Linked DNA regions of Mus musculus: region 2 is linked to region 1. Evidence: chromatin contacts called from public HiChIP or PLAC-seq data. All regions are on one chromosome and are shown on one strand. The core of a region is the stretch at or near the end of the contact, and the rest is flanking DNA. Distances in the headings are between cores, read along the strand shown.

What was found. HiChIP or PLAC-seq counts read pairs in DNA pulled down with a chosen protein or histone mark.
Region 2: a contact with region 1 is called in an H3K27ac HiChIP or PLAC-seq map of trophoblast stem cells, with 10 read pairs. The contact joins the promoter of Fxyd3 here to the enhancer-like site in region 1. A contact is called at or near these places in 11 of 39 promoter capture datasets (the C10 cell line, the HPC-7 cell line, cranial neural crest and 8 more), 8 of 484 Hi-C or Micro-C datasets (CD8 T cells, bone marrow-derived macrophages, embryonic stem cells and 2 more), 2 of 115 datasets of contacts at active chromatin or transcription factors (effector CD8 T cells and trophoblast stem cells) and 5 of 9 other capture datasets (adipose tissue, embryonic stem cells, liver and 2 more).

Annotation. Positions count from the first base shown.
Region 1 is chr7:30,890,663-30,893,867 of GRCm38.p6, reverse strand. No RefSeq gene overlaps it. Among named protein-coding and RNA genes, the nearest start is that of D7Ertd128e, 10 kb to the right of the region's middle. Within about 2 kb of position 1,742, at least 27 of the 459 cell types and tissues checked have an H3K27ac peak or open chromatin away from gene starts, as enhancers often do. A contact at or near this core is called in trophoblast stem cells, where this site is marked.
Region 2 is chr7:31,075,038-31,078,242 of GRCm38.p6, reverse strand. It overlaps Fxyd3 (FXYD domain-containing ion transport regulator 3), which reads left to right and starts at 1,546. Exons shown (of 8, transcript NM_008557.2): 1 at 1,546-1,622.

The sequences.
Region 1 (3,205 bases), core at 493-2,992:
CACCATAGAGAACCAGGGATGAGGTGGGGCTGGCTGGAAGAGGACTAGCAGGGTCTCCTGGTCTCAGACCAGGAGGGGTGGGCTGCATAAGTTATATGCAGGATCGCCATCACCAAACCGTGGCTACGACTCAGGCCTCTCTGTTCCTTGGCTTCCACCAGCCTCCTGAACATTCCTGGGTGCAAGGTTCAAGAAAGACACTGAGATTGCTGTGGGTAAAAAGTTTATTAAAAGGGTTATTTTAATGCCACGAGCAGACAGACAGACTACAATGTCAGGGGCTCTGAGTTAGGGTTCCTGAATCCGAGATAGACAGCATAGTGCAATCTCTGACAAGAGGAACTGGACCCACATGGGGAGTTGGGTACCTTATCATAGCTTTTTGAGGAAGGGGTTTTTACAGCACAACCCTCCAGCCAGGATCTCTGATTCCCAAGCAACAGTCAGGGAACGCGAGTGAGGGCAGGATGTGTGTCTGGCTGTACCCCTTAGGTATGAATGTATGTTTCCAGGTGAGCGATCCCAACACGTGGAAGGAACTCTGTTAGCCGCAGAGTCTCAGTGTCTTGGTGGATCCCTGCAGGTATCTGTGCAAGAGGAGGGGCCCGCAGGCATTGTGGCCTGAGCAGCAGTCTGGTCTGGATTCTATTCCTGAGTCACTTCTAGCTGGGGTGATGTAATTCAACCCTAACCTGCCCCTATCCCTAGATACTGGCCGGGGCAGGCACATCCATTATCCTTGAAAGGACTTGCTTGAAAGGCACAGGAAAGACCTAGACCATATTCTCAGCACAAAGGAGATTGATTTGCCCCAGAGGGACAAAGGGAGGGAATAAGAGACAAAGACAGGAGACAGAGGAGGAAGGAGGAGAAGGGAACAGAGAAAGGGAGGAAGGATATTTGTCCTGAGGGACAAAGGCCTGCTTCTGGATATGGGGGGACAGACGAGGCCTGTAGGCAACAGCGGTTTATAAAGGGGAAAGGGGAAACCCTGGGTTAGGGTGGGGTGTTTAATTTTAACTGGGCATGTTAATTAAGGAGGCCAAAGAGGATTTTTGATAGCTGGACCTCAGTGGTCAGCCCCAGGGGGAAGAAGTGGCCAAATAAGGAAACAGACCTTGGTAGCTAGCTTTAGGAATGTGATCTAACAGGTTTTTAGCAAGGCAGCGGGAATGGGGAGAAGGGCAAGGTCTGCTAGAGCCATATTTGCCATGCTCCCTCGGGGCAGCTAGAGCCCCTTCATTCCTCACTGTTAAAAAAGGCTGCAGGCTACATCCAGAACTTTCCTGAAGCTTGGCTGGCTAAGCAGGGCTGGGCTCTGGCCACAATGGAGGGAGGTGGGAACTCACAGCCCAGAAGTACCATGTCCCTTCTTCCCCACCAACTTTGGTCTCTCAGACGCATCTGCTTACCTCACAGGCAGGGGCAGCAAGATGGCAGGCAGGGGTCACCGCCCCACCCCTAAAGTCAACCTTTCTGAGCTATCTTCCCTGCAGAGTGAGTGGAAAACCATATTTTAGTCTCCAGGGTCCTCCTGTCCAACTTAGTAGTCAGAGGTGTGATCTGTCAATGCGACCAAACATCCCATAGAAACAGGTCAGGGGAGGAAAGGGTCACTTCAGCTGATGGTTTCACAGACATTTCTGCCCATCATGGTGGGAAGAGGTATGGCATTACCAGAGTCTCCTCACATCCCGCAGGACCAGGAGGTAGGGAGTGAGACAAGGGCTTGGCTACGTAAACCTTCAAGGTCCACCCCTAGGGTCCCTCCCACTTCTGCCAGTCAGATCAGACTCCGGCTTCTGGAAGCTCCACACATGACCTTTCAAAACAGTACCACCAACTGGAGACTGAGTTCAAAATACAAGCCCGTGGGGGACATAACAGCCACTAGGAGGTCACAGGCCACCGAGCAAGTGACACATCTGCAGTAGCATCAGCTGCCTTTTGCACCCATACATTTTGTGCCACAGACACACGGGAAGCATTTCACGCACTTGTGATTTGGAAAGGGTGACCACACAACACACCCTTAAAGTCGATCACACCAACATCATCACTGTCCTTAGACCAGAGGCAGAGATGTCACGGAGGGCAACTGGAAACGTGGAATCTAAACCCCAGGCCTGTTTACCGCGTGCTGTGCTATTCCCTGTAATGTTGTAAAGCATTATGACCCTGTAAGCCCTGGGGAGGGGCACCAACATCATTCACGTACCGTACGTAGTTCTGTCCAGGAGCCTGGGGGTCACAATCAGATTTAGAGTGCCCGCCCTGAGCGCTCTCATTTTCCTGCCTCCATTGCTTTCTTAGTGAGGATGTGACAGTCAAGTTGCCCTAAATGGAGATCATTTATCTCACTGGAAGGAAAAAGAATAATATCAAAGCGACTGTTCCCAAGAGTCCTGCCTCCATGCCCTGGACTTTTCCAGAACTCTTTGGTTACCCTAAGACATCTATGACCTTTTTCCTCCTGTGCAGTCTCAGCATCGTGGGTGGCAGAAAACCCAGGCTTCCCTCCGGGAACCGAGATGGATTCAAGTCCAAGAAAGTCCTCCACCTAAGGCTGTTGTAATTTGGACGTCTGGTCTGGAGTCCCACTCTAAAACAAATGTTTTATTTTTATTTATTTATTTTTTATCCTCTTTCCTTTCCAACTCTGTCTCTCTCTTAGTTGGGACCTCCTAGGAACCCTTGCATGCTATAAAAGTATTTTACCACTGAGCCCCCTCACTGGGAGATTGTAGGCAAGTGTTGTACTGCCGAGTTACATCCAAACTTCACTTCTAATTCTGTGACAACCTCACCAAGTTACTCAGAAGAGCTTTGAACTTACTTTGTTGCTCAAATGGTCCTTGAATTTATGAATCTCCTGCCTCAGCACCTGCACCACCAGGCCTAGTTTTATTTTTTTACTTTTCTCAGCTTTCTATTTTTAAGTAATTATCAACACAGGAAGTGGCAAAGATAGAGCATAAAGGTCTGTGTGGCAGTCACCCAATTTACATAATTACAGTACAAGGTCCTCGGCAGGGACCTCACAGTGGGAATGCGTGTGTACAGCTCCACAGGGTCTCATCTCACAATTTTACATGTGTGTGATAGCCACACACAGTCAATATGCAGAGTCTGTGACCACTAAGACCCTGCTCTCTTGTGCTAAAACCTCATAGTACAACACTCCTTCTCCCTGTCCTGACACCCT
Region 2 (3,205 bases), core at 297-2,796, 180 kb before region 1:
ACTCTCCTACTCTTAGGACCACCAAGGGTTTTAGATGTTTTCCCCAGAGGCAGTCGAGCTTCTGGAAGATGTGGCTAGGTACAAAGATGCCCTAAGGGGACCTGGAAGTCTCTTCCCTCCATCCCAGGCCAGACCACTGCCAGGCCTGTCCTTCCTCTGTTTGTATCTCTAGCTGTGCTTCTTGCTTTGGTACTGCCCTGAGGGAGGGCTCCGCTCCTTTATGGGAGGCAGGATGCCTTGTCCTGGCTAGGGCCTGAAGATCAGGAGCTACCAACAGGGAACACAGACTATCATAGTTAAGTGAGCTACATCAGGGAGGGAGGCCTTGGCGAGAAGTGGGGAGTCCTTTTCCTTGCCCCACAGACCCTTGGCCCTAAGTTCCCTTAAACTTTCCTCTCCACACCCACAACAGCAACCTCTCCCAAGCCTGGTGCCTCTGGGTCTCCACCCTACCGCCTTCACCATAGTGTTGGGGGTCGTCTGGAGTCCAGCTGGTGGCCGAATAGAAGCCACCCCTTTCCTGGCCCTGCCCCTCCCGGTGACCCCAATCCTCTGCCAGCCACTCAATGGTGCCTTGTTCTCCATCCAGACCCCGGACAAAAGTTCTTCTGTGTAAGGAGGAAGAATTTTGGGGGAGGGGGCACCTCCAGCAGGGACCATGTGGGAGCCTTACAGACCCCAGGCGGAAGGAGTGCCATTTGGACAGGGGGCAGGGAAGGGTGGGGGCTTGTAGAGTACAGGGAACTCATCTGCAGTAGAGGAAGACAACTTTGACATCCACATCCATGCCCACACCCACTCCGTAGATTGAACGTCCACCCGACATCTCCTCATCTCTGAGAGAAACGTTGAAAGTCAGTTCGGTTTTCAGTCTTCTGGGGCCTGGTCTATGAACCCCAAGAACCAGACCTTCCCCAACTTCTACCCACCACTTGAGTGCCTTCTTCCTATTACAACTTTGGCCTTGTCAGTGTCTTTTATTAACCCCTGCCAACAAAGAATGCAGAATGGAGAGTGGGCTTTAGTTCCCTACAAATGCCAGTGGGTGCATCCCCAAACAAAACAACAACTGGTGGTGCATGCCTTAAATCCCAGCCTGCGAGACAGAGATGGGTGACTCTCAACAAGATCAAGTCCAGCCTGGTCTGTAGTGTGAGTTCCCAGGCCAGCCAGAGCTACATAGTGAGAGCTTGTCTCAAACAAATAAAGAAAAAGCCCCACCCCCACTACAACCTAAATCAGAAACAGATTACATGTATGTTCCACGTTCTCCCACATCGTTCCAGGATGATGGGCGTCTGTCATTAAGGACCCCAGAATCTTCCCCGTTCCCAGTCTCCTTTGATGTTTGGGAGATCAGACACACCCTCTTCCCTCCAATCCTCAGCCCACCCTGGTCCCCTTCCACTTTACCTGAGGCTACTATAGTTAAAGAATGAGTAGAACTGTCTCTTTAAGGGAGGAATGGAGTGGGGGCGTCCCTCGCCTCAGGGAGACCTGACTTGTGCCTGCCTGCCCAGGTTTGCTCAGGGCGTGGCAGTGTGGATAAAGGCTGTCCCGGCTTGGCAAGTCCATACTCTGCTTTCTCCCGGAACCACCTCTCAGCCTGTTGAGCTACTCAGGTGAGTGGCCTTGGGGGCCCCTTCCTCCCTGAGCCTCTGCTCCCCCACTCTCTCTAACTCTCCTCTAACTGCACCTATTACATAGAAACTGGGGTTAAAGACCCCTAAAACTTTCCTGCTTAAAGATTCTTTTATGGGGACAGGAGACTACCCGCCTCTGTCAGCTGATTGTCCCAGATGGCTCACCTCTGTGGGACTGGATTATACAACTGGGGGGACTCACCTGATATTCATAGACGGATTGGGGAAGCCTGGGGGAGGTCTGAGAAGATGAGAAGTCTGGGTTTACCTGAGGTATCTGAGGTGTCAGGGTGTACAGGAAGTGACTACATCGTAATATCGTGATTGAGGGTTTCTCAGTGGATGAGAGTAGAGGGGTGTCTAGGGGTAACTAAGTAGATGAAGAGTAATTTAAGTGCCCTGGGGGGAGGAAGCAGATGGAGGTGTGTGTCTGAGCGGCCAGGTATTATTAGGGCACAAGGAAGATAGATGAACACCAGGAGAGAGAAGTCTGATCCAGGGAAGCTGTAAAGCGGGACTTGGTTAGGAGATGGGGACTCAGATGACAAGGGTGTATGCATCCTACCCTGCAGATATGACCATCCACCGTCCTGGAGTAGGGGAAAACACGGAAGCTGCCCTCTGACTAGCACAGGCAGGAAGCAGATGAGGGGTGCTTAGTGTCCCAGCAAGGCTGGTTCTCTCTGTGCTGGCTCCCACTCTGGTTCACTCAGAGATTGTGGTCCTTTGGGGTCTTGGAAGAGTCTGGAGAGAGAAGTGTAAGAGGTGAGATTCAGCAGCCATATTGATAGAGCACACAGCGTTAGGATGAATTCCCATGTGATGGCTGTGTGGGATAAGAACAGTGTCAGCTTCATCAAGCTGAAAAGACAGTATGAGGGAGTCAGGCTGGAACTGAGAAAAATGGCCGCATAGGCTGGGCACTCAGCTGCAACCCATGCATGTGTGACAGAGTATCAGGGGGCAGCCTTAGACCACAAGCATCCATAGCTGAGACCCCTAACCACTACTGGAGCTCCCCAAAGCTTGCTGGGGCCCTAGACATCTGAGAAATAGTCCCCAAATCAACTACAAGAAATATATGTCTAATCTAAACAAATGGGTCCAGGGTATGTGTGTGCATGGTATGTGTGTGTGTGTGTGTGTGTGTGTGTGTGTGTGTGTGTGTGTGAGTGATAAGTGTTAATTAAGTCCAGGGCCTGAAGAGCAGGCTAAGCAAGCCTCCATTGCTAGCCCCTCTCTGAGGGATTCTAAGCAGTGGCTCTACCACTGAGCCACGCCCCCAGCCTCTCACAGGGGGATTCTAGGCAGGGGCTCTACCACTGAGCCACGCCCCCAGCCTCTCATAGGGGGATTCTAAGCAGGTACTCTACCACTGAGCCACACCTCCAGCCCTTCACTGGGGGATTCTAGGCAGGGGCTCTACCACTGAGCTGTATCTTATATCCTTTTTTTTAAAAAAAAAAAAAAACTTTTTATTTTGTGACAATATCTCACTAAATTGTTCAGTCTGTCCTTGCACTTAGTCGTATCCCAGGCTGGCTTGGAAGTAGAATTTCTCC